2 separate regions of the Mus musculus genome follow, and region 1 is linked to region 2. The links are chromatin contacts, called in public HiChIP or PLAC-seq maps. All regions are on one chromosome and are shown on one strand. Each heading gives the region's core, a stretch centred on a gene start, on an enhancer-like site or on the middle of the called end of the contact. The rest is flanking DNA. Distances are from core to core; before and after follow the strand shown. Region 1 holds the start of App (amyloid beta (A4) precursor protein). Region 2 overlaps App (amyloid beta (A4) precursor protein).

Region 1 (5,048 bases), core at 95-2,594, 60 kb after region 2:
ATAGGAGGCCGCACCTTAATCAGACAAACGCCTCCTTTGATGCCCTGGAGCCTCAGCCTCCCCACCACCAGGCACTGCCCTTCCCAGACGCACGCCTCACTCCCGGCTCGCTCTCTCTCTCTCTCTCTCTCTCTCTCTCTCTCTCTCTCTCTCTCTCTCTCTCTCTCTCTCTCTCAGGACTTTGCAGTCCCTCACAGGATTGCCAGTAGGTGGTGGTGATGCGGGGGTGGGAGACCGCGGGGCCCTAGCAGCACCTCTAGGCCCTCGGGGGCAGACGCGCAGCTCGGGGAAAGGAACGGCGGTGGCGCACCAACTACCAGGGCTCCGCCACCGCGCCCTGGACGGCGAGGGCGGGGTGTCGCGGCTTTTGTTCCCGGGGACCTTCTCAGACTCAGGGAGAAACTGGAGGTGCACTGAAGAGTCCTGGACGTCCAGGTTGAGGGACGGTGCCGGGTGGCCGCACTTTCCGATCCCTCCCATCACTTGGAACTTACACAAAAGGGAGACACGAAAATGCACAAAGTTTGCAAAAGGAAGGCGGCGGTGCGCGACCCCGCACCGACTCGGGAGAGGGTCGCTGCGCAGGCAGCCGCCGCCCGCGGCCGCCAGGAGCAAAGCCCAGCTTCGCAGTCAAGACAGGCGGGGGTGGGAAGGGAGTGTGAGCCAGGCGCTCCCCAGCATCCAGAGCTGCCCCCATTCCAACCCAGGACCCCAAGGAAGGGGAAGGGCGGCGATTTCCTCGCAGGGCACTGAATCCTGAGACGCTACGCTTTCGGTTTTCCACACGTGTCCCTTCCCCCTCGAACTGGGTGTCTCTCGCATCCCGGAGTCCAGCTCTCAACGCAGGGAGGAGTCAGGGTCTGCGTTCAGGCTCGTCCCCTCGCCTTCCAGCCCTAGGCTGGCACGGATATGGGGACCCCAGCGCCCTAACCCATTCCCTCTTCATCGCTCGGGCAGCGCGTCCCCGGGCAGGGTTGGGCCAGAGCCGCCGAAGCGCAGGGCGCCCGCAGGCGGGGGCGGCGAGGAGCGGTCTACCCGTGACAGCCCCCCACGTCTCGAGATTCAAGCTCCTCGGTGGGGAGGATCGCGTCCTCCCGGCGCCCGCCTCCCCAGTCTCGTTCCCAAGGCGCGGCACCCACCTCCAGAGCCCGAACCGTCCAGGCGGCCAGCAGGAGCAGTGCCAAGCTGGGCAGCATCGTGATCCTGCGTGGGCCACCGAGTGCTCCGTGTGCGAGTGGAAGATCCGCCGCGCCCTGGCTGTGTCCGCGCCGCCGCCGCCGTCTCCGGTGGCCCCGCGCTCGCTCTGCTCCCGGTGCTCTCGCCTCCCGCCGCCGAGGAAACTGACAGAGCTGGAGCGAGGCGGCGGGGCTCGCAGCCGGCAGAGTCAGCTGATCCCGCCCACCCGGCTCGCCACCCGACAGAGACCCCTAGCGGAGCCTCGGGGAGCTGCGCCCGAGCGCAGCGGGAGGCGACCCAGAGCCCACAGGTGCGGCGTCTTGGGCTAAGGGGAGCCGCGCTCCCGATGGGGTCTGGGAACCAAGTTGGGGAGTGATCTGGGTCAGGGAGAGGACCCCGCAATCGGGAGAAGGTGAACCGTAGGACGTTAAGGTTCCAGGGAAGTCGGGAGCGCTCTCGGCTCGTCCCCGCGCGAGCTTGAGTCACCCGACCCCGCAGGCCTCTCCCAAATGTGGTTGAGGAGCTAAGGCTGCGATGCGTGCATTTTTATCCGCAGTTCGTTCTCTCTATTTGGAGAGGTGGAGCGAGGCCGAGAACATTAGCAAAAGAAACAGGATTTTTTTTTTTTCTATTTTCTTTTTCTTTTGGTAGGAGGTCACCCTTCACGCCACTGCAATCTGGAATTTTTGTCTTTAGAATGTACCAGAGAAGGGCACAGGATGCAGAATGACCCATTTTTCTCCGTGTTTGGAGATGGGAAGTGGGTTTTTAAATGTATTATCATTGCATATTTGCTTGACGTGGATAATTTCAGAGAAGGGGACCGGCATCTGGGATTGAAGGAGGCAGGGAGGTAAAAATCTAAGATGGGGAAGAGATCAAAGTTAGGCCAGAAAAGATACCGAGTGATGGCTCTTTTTCCTCCACCTCCATCACCCAGGACTTCTTCCTGGAACTCTGCTCTCGATTTTTTTTTTTTTTTTTTTTTTTGGATCTGCCCTTATCCAGTGAAATGAACCTCCGTAAAACCATTTTCTCCTAGATTAAACACAAACTTCCCAGTGTTAAAATTACATTAGACCCATCCAGACATGCTCCCACTACCACCACCCTCCCGACCTAATGTGGCTTCAGACGCCAAGCTTTTGGCTCTCCCTAGGCTAGTGGAAGGAGATGAAGGTAATACCAAATGCATTCCTGGCTTCTGAGGCCACAGCCTTTTCCTTTACCTGATGTGTTTGCTGCTTAATTTTTTAATAACTTGACATGAGCTCTGGTCATCTGGGAAGGGGGAACCTAAATTGAGAGACATGCCTCCATTAGACTGACATGCAGGCAAACCTGTGGGGCATATTCTTTCTTATTAGTTGATGTGGGAGACCAGCCCTGAGCAGGTGGTCCTGGCTTGTGTAAGGAAGCAGGCTGAAGAAGCCAGGAGGGAAAAAAACAACAAGCAGTTTCTGCCACTGCCCAGTTCCTGCTTCAGGTTCCTGCCCTGTGTTCCTGCTCTGAGTTCCCTTCGCGTTAGACTGTGATCAGAACGCGTGAGGCTAATAAGCCCTGTCCTCGAGTTGCTTAGGATCGTGATTTTTTTATAACTCTGCAATAGAAAGCAACCTAGAAGGCCCGCTCTTTCTTTCCCACAGCAAGGAATCCAATCCCCTGTAAGTGTGGTGGGAGGATAGGTCTCCACCTCTTCCTTTCTGAGAAGTCAGCACTCATCTATCAACATGCCTACATACCACCTGCCCAACTCTACAGATACCTTTTTGTATTTGTCCTGAATGTCTGTCCTCTGAAGGTCCTCAACAAATAACAACAAATATTTGCTAAGTAACGTTTGCTTTGATTACATATGGCATTCATTTCCTACAGAAGCCAAGGAAAGGATAGGGAGGTAGCTCAGTCAATAAAGTACTTACTATCTAAACACGAGGACCTGAGTTCCACCCCTGGAAGCCACATAAAAATGTCAGCCATGCTAGCACCTGCTTAGGAGGGAGAGAGAGACAGACAGACTCTTGGGTAAGGTAAGCCAGGAAAGAGATCCTATCTCCAAAAAAAAAAAAAAAAAAGTGGAAAGCTTCAGCATCCAGAGCATCACCTAAGGATGACTTACAACAAGCATGCACATGCGCGCGCACACACACACATAGGCATGTACATACATGCACACATACACATATACACATACACACACAGACATACACACATATATACATACAGACATACAGACAAGCATACTCTTACACATACACACACATATCTATACTTCAAACACACTACATTTACACACACAGACATATACATACATACATACATACACATATATACATATATTTACTGACATACATACAAACAGACATACACACAGACAGACATACACACAGACACACTTACTCTTACATACATACACATATATACATATATTTACCGACATACATACAAACAGACATACACACAGACAGACATACACACAGACACACTTACTCTTACACACACACACATATACACAGATACACATATCTGTACTTCAGACACACGTACACTTAAACACACACACATACACAGACATACACACACATACACCTATAACACACACACACATATGCACACTTCAGACACACATATACTTACAGATACATACACATGCACACACAGACACACATACTCTTACAGACATACACATATATACACAGACATATACATAGGCACACGTATACTTACAGACACACACATAACAGAACACACACACATACACACAAATCCAAGGAAGTCATTACTACTACCCCCAACCCCCATTCACAGGCCAGGAAAACAGTCTTAGAGCTTAACTACAGCTTAACCATAGGGGGACTGGTTATTTCATACCTTGAATATCACACTCCTTCCCCAATACACTTACCTATCATCATGATCTCCTGTCTGTAGGAACAAGGAAGGAACCTGAACACCCAGGAGAACAGATCCAGTTCCAGATCTCGAAAGATCTTACGGGAAATGAAAGCTCGAGACCTTTTGTCCAAGATTAAACGTTTATAGATCGTGACAGTGGGGCATTATATTGAGCGTTTCTGAACATAGAGCAGAGTGAGCCCCCCCCCCCCCACCCAATATGTGCCAGGGGAAAGAGGCAGGAATTATTTTTAAAAAGAGGAGGGTAAGTGTCTTCTTTTGAGTAGGCCTATTTAAAAAACCCAGTGATAAATGATAACCCACAGAAACAGAAATCCTTAGCATGAGCAGTCTCACTTCACACGGCTGAAGTTCATCCCATTCACATTCCTGAGCAGGGCGTGCTCAGAGGAAACGGTCAACTTGGCATTGTGCCAGAAAGAGCTTTCCTGTTTTCTATTTAAAATTTCCTAAAAGTTTGTTTTTCTTTTATTCCATTCCTGCTCTTTTCCCTCTCTCCCTCTCTCCTCTCTCCTCTCTCCTCTCTCCTCTCTCCTCTCTCCCTCTCTCCCTCCCCACCCCCCTCTGTGTGCCCACAAGTGTGAGTGTGCTCACTAAGGTCACAAAAGGGAGTCGTATTCCCAAGAGTTAGGATTGTAGACTGTTGTGAGCTGCCTTAGGAACCCTTTAGGTCTTCTATAAGAGCAGGAAGTGCTCTTAACCAATTAGAGAGTGTATGTACTGTGTGCGAGAGAGCACAAGCAAGCACAGTCTATGGCTCATATGGGGAGGTCATGGGGCAACTTCAGTGGTCTGGTCTCTCCTTCCACCTCGTTAAGGCAGAGTCCCTATTGTCATTTCTGCCCTGTCGTGTCCTCCACCAGGCTGAACTTCTAGGTGATCTGTCACCATCTTGCATCTCACTTTTAGGGAGTCTGTGATCACAGCAGATGTGTGCCCCTGCATCTGGCTTTCTT
Region 2 (4,788 bases), core at 1,584-4,083:
CTGACTTCATCTCTTTTAGCCCTAAGTTCCAAGTAGTCCTTGAATCCAAATAGACCATCGATGCAGAATATACACCAGTACTCATATTCAAAAATTATGATCCACCGATTCAAAAAACTGCTTTACTTAATATGAATTCTTGGACCTTTTAAGTATCAGGACTATGACGCTTATGATCTGTGGGTTAATTTTGAGCACATAAAGTGACCAGAGAGAAACAACAGTATATAGAATACACTCCTATAGCATCTGCTATCCATTTGTAACAAACCTAGGAACTGGAAAAGAAGGAACTTCCACTAAAGAGGTGCCTCCAACACACTGGCCTGTAGGCATGTCTATGGGCATTTTTTTCACTGTTAAATGATACAGGGGGACCCTGGAACTGTGGGCAGTACCATCCCTAGGCAGGTGGGCCTGGGCTAGACAAGAAAAGTAGCTGAACAGGAGCCTGGAGCAAGCCAGCCAGTAACCCATACTTTTCCATGGCCCAGATCTGCTTCAGTTCCTACTTCTAGATTCCTGCCTTATGTTCCTCCTACCTTAGTTTCCCTCAGTGATGGACTGTAACGTGTGAACTGAAACAAACCAAGTTTATTTCGGGGATGCTGTTTATCACAGGGCAACCCTGAAAGACAGTTAGATTGATGAGGACAAACTGTTTTTGTCTTTTTAACAATTTTGTTTCCTATTAATGAAGAATGACAACAGAAAGAGAAATAACTCTTCCTGGGAATCCCACATTGGGTTATATAATAAATTTTAGAATAGAAAGTTAGGGAAAAGAAAGAGCTGTTTTCAATTCATATAGCCAGCTTTTGTTTGTTTGTTTGCTTCTGCACAGGACTACTTTGTTTTGAGGGCCTGTTAATCCCAAAGAAAGCACTCAAATAGAGGAACAAGGATAAAGAAATCACAGACATTGTCATGAATATAAAGGACTTACTTAAGAATGTGTGAATAATCTAAGAGTAGAGGAAATGCAAAAAGCCAAGTGCGTCCATCTGACTACCTACACTTGAAACTTTTCCCATCCTCAGCCAGCCTCCACAGGCTGGCTCCAAGTGGATGCTCAAAGAGCCAACCCTTCCTTCAGGAAGCTTTGCCTAGCAAAAGTCCTTCCTGTGTGCTTAAGACCAGAGGGGGACAGAGGAGGATCAAGGCTGTATATGATTTCTCATAACAACTGGCTTTCATAACATCTGCCTGTCCCGGTTACACAGGAAGGACACAGTCTGAGACATTGTTTGTGGATTGCCCTGAATCATGGTACTTCATACACTGGACCATGGGGTCACTGACAGAATTCAGAGGATGATCTTTCACATCCATTTTCCCACCTCTGTTTGTAAAATAAATTCTCTCCCCAGTCAGCCCAACCTTTGAAACACACTACTGAAATGTCTCACTAAAAGCACTCATACTAACACATCCCCTGGCTTCCATCTCTCAAAACCTGGATCCAGAGTCTCCACATCACCATCAAGACCCTCCTTGCTACCTACCACTGTCTCCATTTTCTAGGTTTTATTCTCAATCTGATGGAACAGAGCATGTTTGCACCCCTTGTAAGCCAGGAAAGGCATTGTCTGACACAAAGCCCTATCCTCGGTAGTCTTTAGCTACGCTGGCCAGGGTTGCCTGGCTTAAAAGTAAAGAAATAAAGTCTTGAGACGTGGAACTAAACACACCCTGAAGCCTTTGGTGTACATGAAACAATATATTTTTTTTTTAAAAAAATATCATTTCACCTGAAAGCCATGCAATGAAACCTAATAAGTCTCATTTTCTGACCCTAAATTTTAATGGTTTTTGATCTCTTATTTTTAATATTTCTACAGCTTTGAGTGTGTCCATCCATTGTACATGGCACTCAGATGCATAAAGAGCTCTCACATAAGTTTAAACAGTACAATGAATATATTCTCCTCCATAGCTTTCCCTACCTTACCCTACCCTATACCACCCACTGTCACCTCTTGTTCCCTTAGACATCTCATTGATACCATCATGTCATATAGACAGACATGATTTTATGAATCTATACAATGCATAGGAACCACAAATAGAAAATACATAATATTTGTTTCTCTGAGGCTTTTTCTATTTTGACATTTCTTCAGCCATAACATTTGCCATGGTACCCCAACAGCTCATTAGCACAAATGGCTATTGTTATATTGTTAAATTTATGAAGTTACATTTAAGTATCTTTCTCCATGTTAGCACTCTGCTTCTAGTATTGATCATAGAAAAGGCTATTTTCCTCCATCAAAGAGTCACAGACAATATTAAAGCATTTTAAAGCTACACTCTGTGTTTCTCTCTAAGGTTGCAGGTCCTCTCATTGCACTTTTTGTTGGGTATATAAAATGAGGCCAAATCTGTGCAATCCCATGACTCTTGTCTAACAACTTTAAAACCAGGAACAGTAGAACAGAATGGCCCCTCAGGCAGAAACCACAGGTGCTCCTGCAGGGAACTCTCCCTCAGGATAGACAAGGATGCCTCTGCCCATCCTACTACAGTCTCATGCTAACAAAGTCATCCACCAGCATTACCAAATGGCCACCAGCATGCTTCAGTTGTCAGATAAAATGCTTTGTGAATCATGACCCTAAAAATGTCACTCTCTGTAGCACCATGGGTTTCTAGAGCCTTTACCTACAGGAGACATAATGGGGTCCTGGTGGACATGCTACAGTAAAATACCACACCCTGGGCAACTCTAACAATGGAAATCTATTTTGTCACAGTTCAGGAAAGTGACAAAACCAAGTCCGAATGTGCTGCTGAGGACATTTTTCTATTTTCACACTGCATCCTCACATGACCCCTTTGTATGAGGAAGTAAAGAGAGCTGGCTCTCTGCAGTTTCTGTAAGGGCATCAATACCATCTGGAGGGCTCTGCCCTCATGACGTCATCAATACTAGTCATCTCTGAAAGACTGTGTCTCCAAAACCTATCTAAAGAGAGTTAGCCTAACCTATGAACTTTGGGAATGCAGAATTGTTCAGTTGGTTAACAGCACTCAATATGTGCTTGATAAGGAGCTGAAGAAAAACTGTACATGGAGCTAATAAAAAGCATAGAAATAAAAGAGAGAGACATGTACTTCAACAATGACTGGGTAGAAGAAAAACTACTATGACTGGGGACAGAAGGAAATATATAGACATCAAACATTTGGAAGACCTGGTCAACATGTGGCTAAAACAAACATACACATTAGGTCATACAATCAAAACTATTTTCTCAATCAAACTTCATAAGGCCTTATGTGTACCTAGGAGTAGAGGTAAAATATTCAGCCATTACTGTTTCTCCTCGGTCTTTCCCTTGACCAAGGATAGCTCCAAAGGAACCAAAGGGACATAAATGCCACTCTTATAGACTTCCAAATCAAGTCAATAGCAGGGAAGATAAGCCAAGAAGAGTGAGAGAGATCAGAGGACATAAACTAGTTAATACCTAATTCCCCATAAAAGGATCAATATTAAGATACCACCCTGGGCTAAGCACCAGCAAACAGTTAAAGGCATCTATTACAGATATATTTAGCAGGAAAATTCAGTTGGTTAGCAAAAGGTCAAAATGAGGTTATAGTCATGAGTTCAGCTCCTCCTGTCTGCCCTAGGCTCAGACTGCTAACAGCTGCCTCTCTGACTCAGCAGATTGCTTCTAAAACATCTGTGTCTCAGTCTTGGGAGGTTAGAGTCCATGCATAAAATAAAGTCACCATTACAGGGAGACAAAAAACCATTAACTGTTTAGTCCTGTTACTGGTAATAAGTAGAGATCATTTCTGGTGTGTGTGTGTGTGTGCTCATGTGTGCGGTGGCCAAAGGACAACTTTGGGTGTCATTCATCACATGCCATTCATCTTTTGATTTTTTTCCCCCTTGAAAAGGGTTTCTCATTCTCCTAGAATGCGCTAAGTAAGATAGGTTGACCAGTTGTCTGTCTCTGGCTCCCCAACACTAGGGTTATAATTGTACTTCACATGTAGCTTTTTCTACAATGAGTTCTGGGGGTAGAACTCTGGTCTCAGGGTTGCAAAGAATTCTTCAAAGGAATCTGTGCAATGAGAGATGGCAAAAAGGAGATCACCTTTATGGTACTAAGCAAAATTATTGCAAATGACTAATTAAGGCAAAAGTCATCAAAATAATAATAACAGTATAACAGCCTAATAAGTAATACAGAAATTAGAACATGGCTGGAAGCATTAGCTCTAAACAAGTCCTGTTGAAAAGAAATATCTGACATGGGAATTCCTGCAACAGAACATACCTTAATATTCAACCTTAAAAATATAAAAATATTATAATTTAGCAAAAATTGTTGAGTATTATTTTCCTTTTCATTTCATGCAATGAGTCAATCAATGTCACTTAATATATAAACATAGTTAAAGAAGGAATAAAAGCAAAGAAATGTATTCTAGCAAAATATACAAAAAATTCAGATCTATAAATCAGAGCTATTTATTAAAAATACCAGGAGTAGCTACAATGTGGGAAGTGGCAGGGAAACACTAAACACTAAACACTAAAACACTAATGAAAGATCTTGTAGGCAATGTCAAACTACATTTAACGGCCCCAAGTGGTCATCTCCAGCCACTCTGCCATTTTCTCTGTGCCAGTTAAAGTCAAGACCCAATGTGGATCCCAGCCAGCACTTTCAGCCAAAAGAACTACCCAGCTCTGTCGCCACTGTACACAGGGCCACAGTCATTCCGTTTTGGCCTTGTGCATTTCTCTCCCTCTTCTGTGAGCAGCCA

The links. HiChIP or PLAC-seq counts read pairs in DNA pulled down with a chosen protein or histone mark.
Region 1: a contact with region 2 is called in an H3K4me3 HiChIP or PLAC-seq map of bone marrow-derived macrophages, with 4 times the contacts expected there. The contact joins the promoter of App here to the enhancer-like site in region 2. A contact is called at or near these places in 3 of 39 promoter capture datasets (the 3T3-L1 cell line, hippocampal neurons and neutrophils), 1 of 15 datasets of contacts at CTCF or cohesin (the NIH/3T3 cell line), 33 of 484 Hi-C or Micro-C datasets (the G1E-ER4 cell line, the N1E-115 cell line, Sertoli cells and 26 more), 13 of 115 datasets of contacts at active chromatin or transcription factors (astrocytes, bone marrow-derived dendritic cells, bone marrow-derived macrophages and 10 more) and 3 of 9 other capture datasets (adipose tissue, liver and pancreatic islet).

What each region holds. Positions count from the first base shown.
Region 1 is chr16:85,172,363-85,177,410 of GRCm38.p6, forward strand. It overlaps App (amyloid beta (A4) precursor protein), which reads right to left and starts at 1,345. Exons shown (of 18, transcript NM_001198823.1): 1 at 1,140-1,345. The coding sequence starts at 1,196.
Region 2 is chr16:85,111,273-85,116,060 of GRCm38.p6, forward strand. All of the region lies in intron 2 of App (amyloid beta (A4) precursor protein), which reads right to left. Among named protein-coding and RNA genes, the nearest start is that of App, 60 kb to the right of the region's middle. Within about 2 kb of position 2,834, at least 37 of the 459 cell types and tissues checked have an H3K27ac peak or open chromatin away from gene starts, as enhancers often do. A contact at or near this core is called in adipose tissue, bone marrow, bone marrow-derived macrophages and 4 more, where this site is marked.